Linked DNA regions of Gossypium hirsutum: region 2 is linked to region 1. Evidence: chromatin contacts called from public Hi-C data. All regions are on one chromosome and are shown on one strand. Each heading gives the region's core, a stretch centred on a gene start, on an enhancer-like site or on the middle of the called end of the contact. The rest is flanking DNA. Distances are from core to core; before and after follow the strand shown. Region 1 holds the start of LOC107912447 (translationally-controlled tumor protein homolog). Region 2 has its middle 12 kb from the start of LOC107908528.

Evidence for each region. A called contact is a pair of places that touch in the nucleus more often than the background predicts.
Region 2: a contact with region 1 is called in a Hi-C map of leaf, with 3 times the contacts expected there. The contact joins the enhancer-like site here to the promoter of LOC107912447 in region 1. A contact is called at or near these places in 3 of 34 Hi-C or Micro-C datasets (anther and leaf).

What each region holds. Positions count from the first base shown.
Region 1 is chrD02:7,260,318-7,263,866 of Gossypium_hirsutum_v2.1, reverse strand. It overlaps LOC107912447 (translationally-controlled tumor protein homolog), which reads left to right and starts at 1,826. Exons shown (of 5, transcript XM_016840630.2): 1 at 1,826-3,549.
Region 2 is chrD02:7,391,739-7,395,287 of Gossypium_hirsutum_v2.1, reverse strand. No RefSeq gene overlaps it. Among protein-coding and RNA genes, the nearest start is that of LOC107908528, 12 kb to the left of the region's middle. Within about 2 kb of position 1,752, at least 1 of the 9 cell types and tissues checked has an H3K27ac peak or open chromatin away from gene starts, as enhancers often do.

The sequences.
Region 1 (3,549 bases), core at 577-3,076:
TAGAAATTCTTCCTTTTTTCATAGGGTGGCAGTGGCCCGTCACAATCGTAACTGTATCCATGGTTTGGAGGATAATTTGGATCAGTGGACCACGGGTACAGAGGATATGTTGAAAATTGTTGTGAAGTATTTCGAGAATTTGTTTACAGCTTCGGAAGGGGGAGGAGATGACCGAGTACTTGGGTCGGTTGAAAAACGGATTTCTAGGTATATGAACGATAAACTCCTGCAACCTTTCACTAAGGATGATGTTTGGATTGCAGTAAAATCTATGGCACCTTTGAAGGCCCCAGGACCTGATGGGTTTCCGGCTTTGTTTTTTCAGCGGTATTGGCATATTGTTGGGGATGATGTTGCTTTGTTTTGTCTGGAGGTTTTAAATGGAAGAAGGGAGTTGAATGAGATTAATAAGACGCATATTATTCTTATTCCCAAAGTTGATAAGCCTAAGGATCTTTCTCAATTCCGCCCCATTAGCTTATGTAATGTGCTCTACAAGATTATTGCTACAGCTATTGTTGCTCGCATGAGGCCTTTGTTAGGATTCTGTATAGATGAAGCCCAAGGTGCTTTTATCCCTGGCAGGCAAATCCCTGATAATACCCTTATTGCTTATGAGGTTATTCATTCTCTAAAAATGAAGAAAAAAGGTAAACAAGGGAATTTTGCCCTTAAGCTTGACCTTAGCAAGGCCTATGATCGGGGTGGAGTGAGACTTTCTGGCCGGAATGTTATCTAGGTTGGGTTTCCATCAGGATTGGTTAACCCTTGTTATGCGTTGTGTCTGCTCGGTCAATTATACGGTAGGCATTAAAGGCGAAGCTAGTGAGAGTTTTAGCCCAACTAAAGGACTAAGGCAAGGGGACCCCCTTAGTCCCTATCTTTTTCTTCTATGTGCAGAAGGGCTCTCTTGTTTGTTGAAGGAGGCGAAGATTAAAAAGGAACTAAAGGGTGTTCCGATTGGGAGGGAAAAATTTTCGACATCTCACTTGTTGTTTACAGATGATTGCATCATTTTTGGTGATGCCACGATCGAGGGTGCTTGTTCAGTCTGTAATATCTTAAAAGAGTATAAGTTAGTCTCAGGGCAAAAATTAATTTGGGAAAATCATTAATTTATTTTGGTGCGAATGTGGGAGAGGAACTCCATGCCGTGATTTGTGGTACTTTAGGAGTTAGATGGGTTTCGAATCCGGATAAGTACTTGGGCCTTCCAATGCTGGTGGGGAGGAAAAAGAAATAGACTTTCTCCAATTTTGTAGACAGGTTTCGGAAGCGTATTGCGGGCTGGAGTATTAGGTATCTATCGATGGGTGGGAAAGAAGTATTATTAAAGCGGTTCTACAAGCGCTTCCGGTTTACGTAATGCAATGTTTTGAGTTACCTAAAACTTTTTGTCATCAGCTTGAAAGACTTTTAAATAAGTTTCGGTGGGTCAATAATAAGACTTCTAAAGGTATTCATTGGAGTACGTGGGGTGCACTTTACTCACCTAAGGTTTATGGTGGGATGGGTTTCTGAGATCTTTATCTGTTTAAAAAAGCCCTTTTAGCTAAGCAAGTTTGGCGAATTTTTTCTCAGCCCGATTGTCTGTTGTCAAGAGTTTTTAAAGCCTGTTATTTTCCTTTTCTGATATTTTTTCAACTAAAGTGGGGTCTTACCCTTCACTTACCTGGAGAAGTATTTGTAGTGCCAGGGATGTGTTTGACGATGGTTTACTGTGGAAAATAGGCAGCGGTGCTAGGGTGAACATATGGAATGATCCCTGGATACCGGGGCCTGGGAATGGTAGACTGTTAGTTCAATCTATAGATACTCAATGGACCATGGTGGATCAACTTTTAGATGAAGAGACTCGTACCTCGAAAAATGAGGTCCTTAATCGACTCTTTGGTGTTGAACATGCAAAGCGTATTATGACTATCCCCATTGCCGGATGTGGGTCTCCTGACTTGCAAGTTTGGCGGCATGACGCCTCTGGGGATTATTCAGTTAAGAGTGGATACAGGTTTTTGATTACAAGTATGACAAAGCAAACAGTATTTGAGAGTTACAGTAAAATGTATACATTAATTTGGGATCTTCAGATCCCTGCTAAAATTAAGATCCATCTCTGGCGTCTTCTTAAAGACTATGTGCCTCATTTCATGAATTTGGTGAAAAGGAGGTTGCGGGTCGATTCGGTGTGCCCTCTGTGCAAGTCAGAGCCGGAGGACTCCCACCATTTATTATGGTACTGTAATGTCTTGAGGCAGCTGTGGTCTCTTTTAAAGCTCTCAATGGATTTCAGTGTTTTTACCTCGGAAGGAACAACAAATTTTGTCAGTGCCTTTCTAGCAATGAATATGAATGAAAAGAAACTTAGTACTATCTCTTTATGGGCTCTCTGGTACAAAAGAAATAAACTAGTCAATGAGGGGTTAAACTTTGAGCTCCATGATCTGGTTAGTTTTATTCAGAGCTACTATCAGGACTTAAGTTTTGCTAAAGCTAAAAACTTGACTGTTAGTATGAAAAGGAATGCTCTGTGGAGACCTCCTATGCCCGGGGTTATTAAGCTGAATTTTGATGCCTCCTTCGCAAGTATTTCTAATCTTTCTGTTTCAGCGGTACTAGCTAGGGATTCTGAGGGTCTAATCATAGGTGCATGTACGTACCCGATGGTGGACATCGTAGATGCTTTTGTGGCTGAGGCGAGAGCGTGTGAGAGGGCTGTCTATTTTGCCCTGGATATGGGTTTTAGGAAGGTAGTCTTAGAGGGCGACTCGCTAATTGTTATTAAGAAACTAGTCTCAAATGATACCGATAGATCTGTTCTCTGTCATATCTCACACCATATTCAAGGGTTGGCAGGAGCTTTTGAAGAGATCACTTACAATTTTATTCCCAGGGAGGCAAATAGAGCGGCGCATGAGCTGGCGATGGTAGGCCGGAAACAGAAATTGCCTTGCTTTTGGGTTGAAGAGGCACCAGCAAAGGTTATTGAGGTAGCGGAGTTGGATCGCCATGAATGGTCTTGTCAGGACAGATCTGGGAGTGGGCTTTGAGGTTTGGAGAAGGTTCTAAGAATCTCCTGTTTGCACTCAAAGCTATTAGTTTTCCGACCTTTGGAGATTTAGTTGCTGATTTTCTCGGAAATTTGCTAGCATTCTTTTGGGCTTTTGTTTCGTTTTCTGGTTTTAGTTGTTTTGCTTTGTTTTTGACGATATGTCTTCTGTTTGCTGTCGTTTGGATTTTTGTTGGGTTTTATGAATGCCAACTTTATTACAAAAAAAAATTCATAACCAACTAAATGTAACAATTTGGGCCGAAAACGAGAAAATCCCTATCCCAGTATAGCACACACTTGTTCCTATTCCCAAACAAAGATAAAACCAAGATATTCGCTTTAGCTTTAACCTTAAGCTCAAACCTCCACCGAAACCCTCGCTTATAAATACCATTCGTCCGATCTTTTTAAACCCCTCTCTCGCTCTCTCTCGCCGCCGCCTGCGTCTCTCTCTTCATCTCTCTGAACCAAAAAGTCTTTAGCTTTTCGCTTCGAGAGAG
Region 2 (3,549 bases), core at 503-3,002, 130 kb before region 1:
TTGAGATCATATTGATTATTGACAATAAGTATTTGGAAGAAGTTGAAGAGGATTTCTTTTTCAAGCATTTAGATTATGTACCACCCCAAACCAGTCCTAGATGTTATGGCCGAATCTAGAGTAGTTACGTAAAATGGATTCAAATCTAGCTTTCGTTTATCTTAAAAAAAAACACGTCTTGTTTGAAAACATGTTTGTCATACTTATTTAGTTAAAACCGTTGTTTGTTCACATTTTCTAAATAAATTGAATATTTTGCAGCGAAAATTCTTAGTACATTATATTTTGGAAAACCGAGTTTGTTTTCTCGAAAACAGTTGATTGCAGAAAAATAGTCGTTTTCGTAAAGTCGTTTTATTGAGGGTCATGCCAAAAAAATCTAAAATAAAAGTCCAAAACAAAAATAATCCCAAATCTCCAGAGAGTCCAAAATTTACAAAACTCTCAAATCAGAATTTTGAATAAAGGAAATTTAAGTAAAACGAGTTTACGGAAATGTGGACACAACTGAAATTATCTTATACATGTCCCACCCCATAATCAGATATAAACGGAAATCACAGATGTCAGAATTTACATATTATACATGCTCATATAACAAATGTAGAACATGCTTTATAACAACTCATACATATCGCATCATAATACCTGAACCTTATACATATTATACACGTCTTTACGTCAAGTTTCATACTAATAGATTAACAAAATTCATGTTTTATAGCTTATATAATCACATATCGACCCCACGAAAGGCCCACAGTCGATCGGGATGATGTGTATGGCCCAAGGAGAAAGTTTTGAATTTTGGGCCCACACGCCTGTGTGCCCCACACGACCCAAATTACCTTACCTGTATGGCCCACACGACCCACACATGCCTGTGTGGTCCACACGACCCAAAATAGCCTAGACCGTGTGTCACACATGGCAGTGTGGCATTGACAGGCCCCAATTTTGGCTTTCGCCATTTGCTATTTTTCAAGTTTCTCGTTACACAGTTAGTATGATTTTAAAGTAACTTAGAATATGAGAATCCCAATACCTAAAAACACCAAACTTCAGTGAATTAAACCAAAAGAACACTCCATTTATGAAATTGAAATCCTCGATATTCCTAACATACTGAACATTCAAACAACCGCAACTATACTAAATTGGTAAAATCACTTACCCAACGTCCGCAGCAATTCCTAATGCAATTAAATCGCTGAAAGACAAACCCGAGCCTCTTGATCTTCCCCTATTTGAGCATTAAAACAAATAACACCATCAAAAGAAATCTTTCTATTACAAGAATAATGAAAACCCCAAATTGTTCACCAACCATAAAAACAATAGAACTACACTTACCCCAATAACTTACCGAATCGAACCACAACTAGAAATTGGCTAAACAATAGATGATGAACGAAACAACAATGCCAATTGTGAAACAAGTAGTAACACTTGAATTTGATTTGGAACAAAAGAATAGGGAGAAAAAATGAACGTCGAAATGAAGAGGGGATTTGGGGAACTAAACAAAATTAAAATTAAAAATCAAAACTCCCCTGGTACATTGATCCTTATCCAACTACCACAGTTAGAATTTCAATTCCACCAAACCTCTACTACACAACCGGCACGCACACACAGAAACAAAAATTCTTTACATTCACTCACATGAGGATTCAAACACAGGGCCTTAAGGCAAGCTAACACTTACCACTTGAACCAACAAGCTCATTCTAATATGAGTTGATCGAAAATGTAATATAAATCAAACAATTAAGGATAAGGCTAGGAACTAAAAACAATTGAATTTTCCCAAAATCAAATTTGAACCCATGACCTCAACTCACACCCAAATCATTTAACCACTAAAGCAAATACTTATCTATAAAAAAAATTAACAAATCAAAACTCAAAACTTTTGGGATGTTACAGATTAAGTTTGAATTCTGGAGTCAACATTGTTGAGAGGGCTTTATTTGAATACCACTCCCGATTTAAACAAAACTATGCTCAGATCATAAAACAAATAAAGACACTTATAGTTATACGGAAAAAAAAAAGATCTCAATATCAATTTAATGAAACTTTTTATTATATTATAAATAAATACAAATATAGTATAGATGTAGATGTAGATCATTAAACTGTATTAAAATTTAGATAAAAGTACCATATAGTCCCAGTATTATATATCAGATTGCTTTTCGATCCACTTACTAAAAAATGGATAAATGATCTTTGTACGTAGATAAATAAGCAAAATAGTCCCTCCATCAAAGTTGCCCTAGTTAAATATCGATTTTATCATTTTATATATTAAGTATAATAATAAATTTAATTCTCAATCTTTACACATTTATTCAACATGACCTCTACTCTTTGATTTGGAGCAAAATGCCCTCAACCTTTAGTTGTTGAATTTTATCTTATAGGCCACCCTTCAATAAGTAATTTTAAAATTATAAAAAAAATAAACAATCATAAATAAAGTTTGTAAATTCAGAAATCATGAAAAAAAATATTAGAAGTTAAAGAAAGATATAAAAATTCAATAAAATTGTAAAAGTTTTTTAATATTCAATAAAAAATTCTGAAATTTTAAAAATAAATAGAAATGTAAAAGAATGTTATTTTTTTTAAAAAGTTCAAAGAAAATTTTTTTTTAAATCCAAAACTTAAGAAAAGACATTTTAAAAATATTCAAAATTCAAAACTCTCAACTTTATGATTTGAGAATACATAAAATAAAATAGCTAATTGCAGTTTTAGGATAATTCACTTTCTTTATAAGGAACATTAATCAATGGATTATACCCAAAACTATTAACGCTCTATTCCATTGTACATACAAAGAGAGTGGGCATAAAAATTGATTAATTGGATCATACTCTCCATCTAGTTTGTTTAAATAAGTTTTCTATATTACTTCGTTCCCATTCAATTGGTTTTGTAAATAATTTTAAGTAAACTAGAATATGGGATTTTCGGTCTAAATTAACTTAATTGTTTTTCTACTTTTACGTTGTATTACTTCAACATTATGATTACCAAATCCATTTTGGTTTTAAAGCTATTACATAAGTATTTTTATCTGGTTTTAAGATAACAGAATGACTTTTTGTTTTGAGCCATCTTGGTGGCTAATGCGACCTCCAGAATATGGTCGAAACTTCTAGGCTGGGTTTTGGGGTGTTACACTTCAAATAAAAAATCATTGAGGATAAATCTAATCTTTAACACATAAGAATTTTTACTTTTGAGCAATATCGTGTTGATAACGTATTATAAAACTAAAAGAAGAATACAAAAAATTAAGAGAAAAAGAAAGATAAAGAAATGAAAGGATGATTCAAATTTCACTTGGATACAATAGTCTTGTACATGCCCACTATTTATAGAGCTTCAAGTACCATAAGTTATAAAGCATTAAGTCCCAACATTAAGGTACCTTATAAATGATTTAGGGGTTACAAGGTAATGAATTTAGGGGTTATGGGCACTCATTCTTTAGGGGTTGCAATAGGATAAATTTGAGGGGGTTATGTACATCCA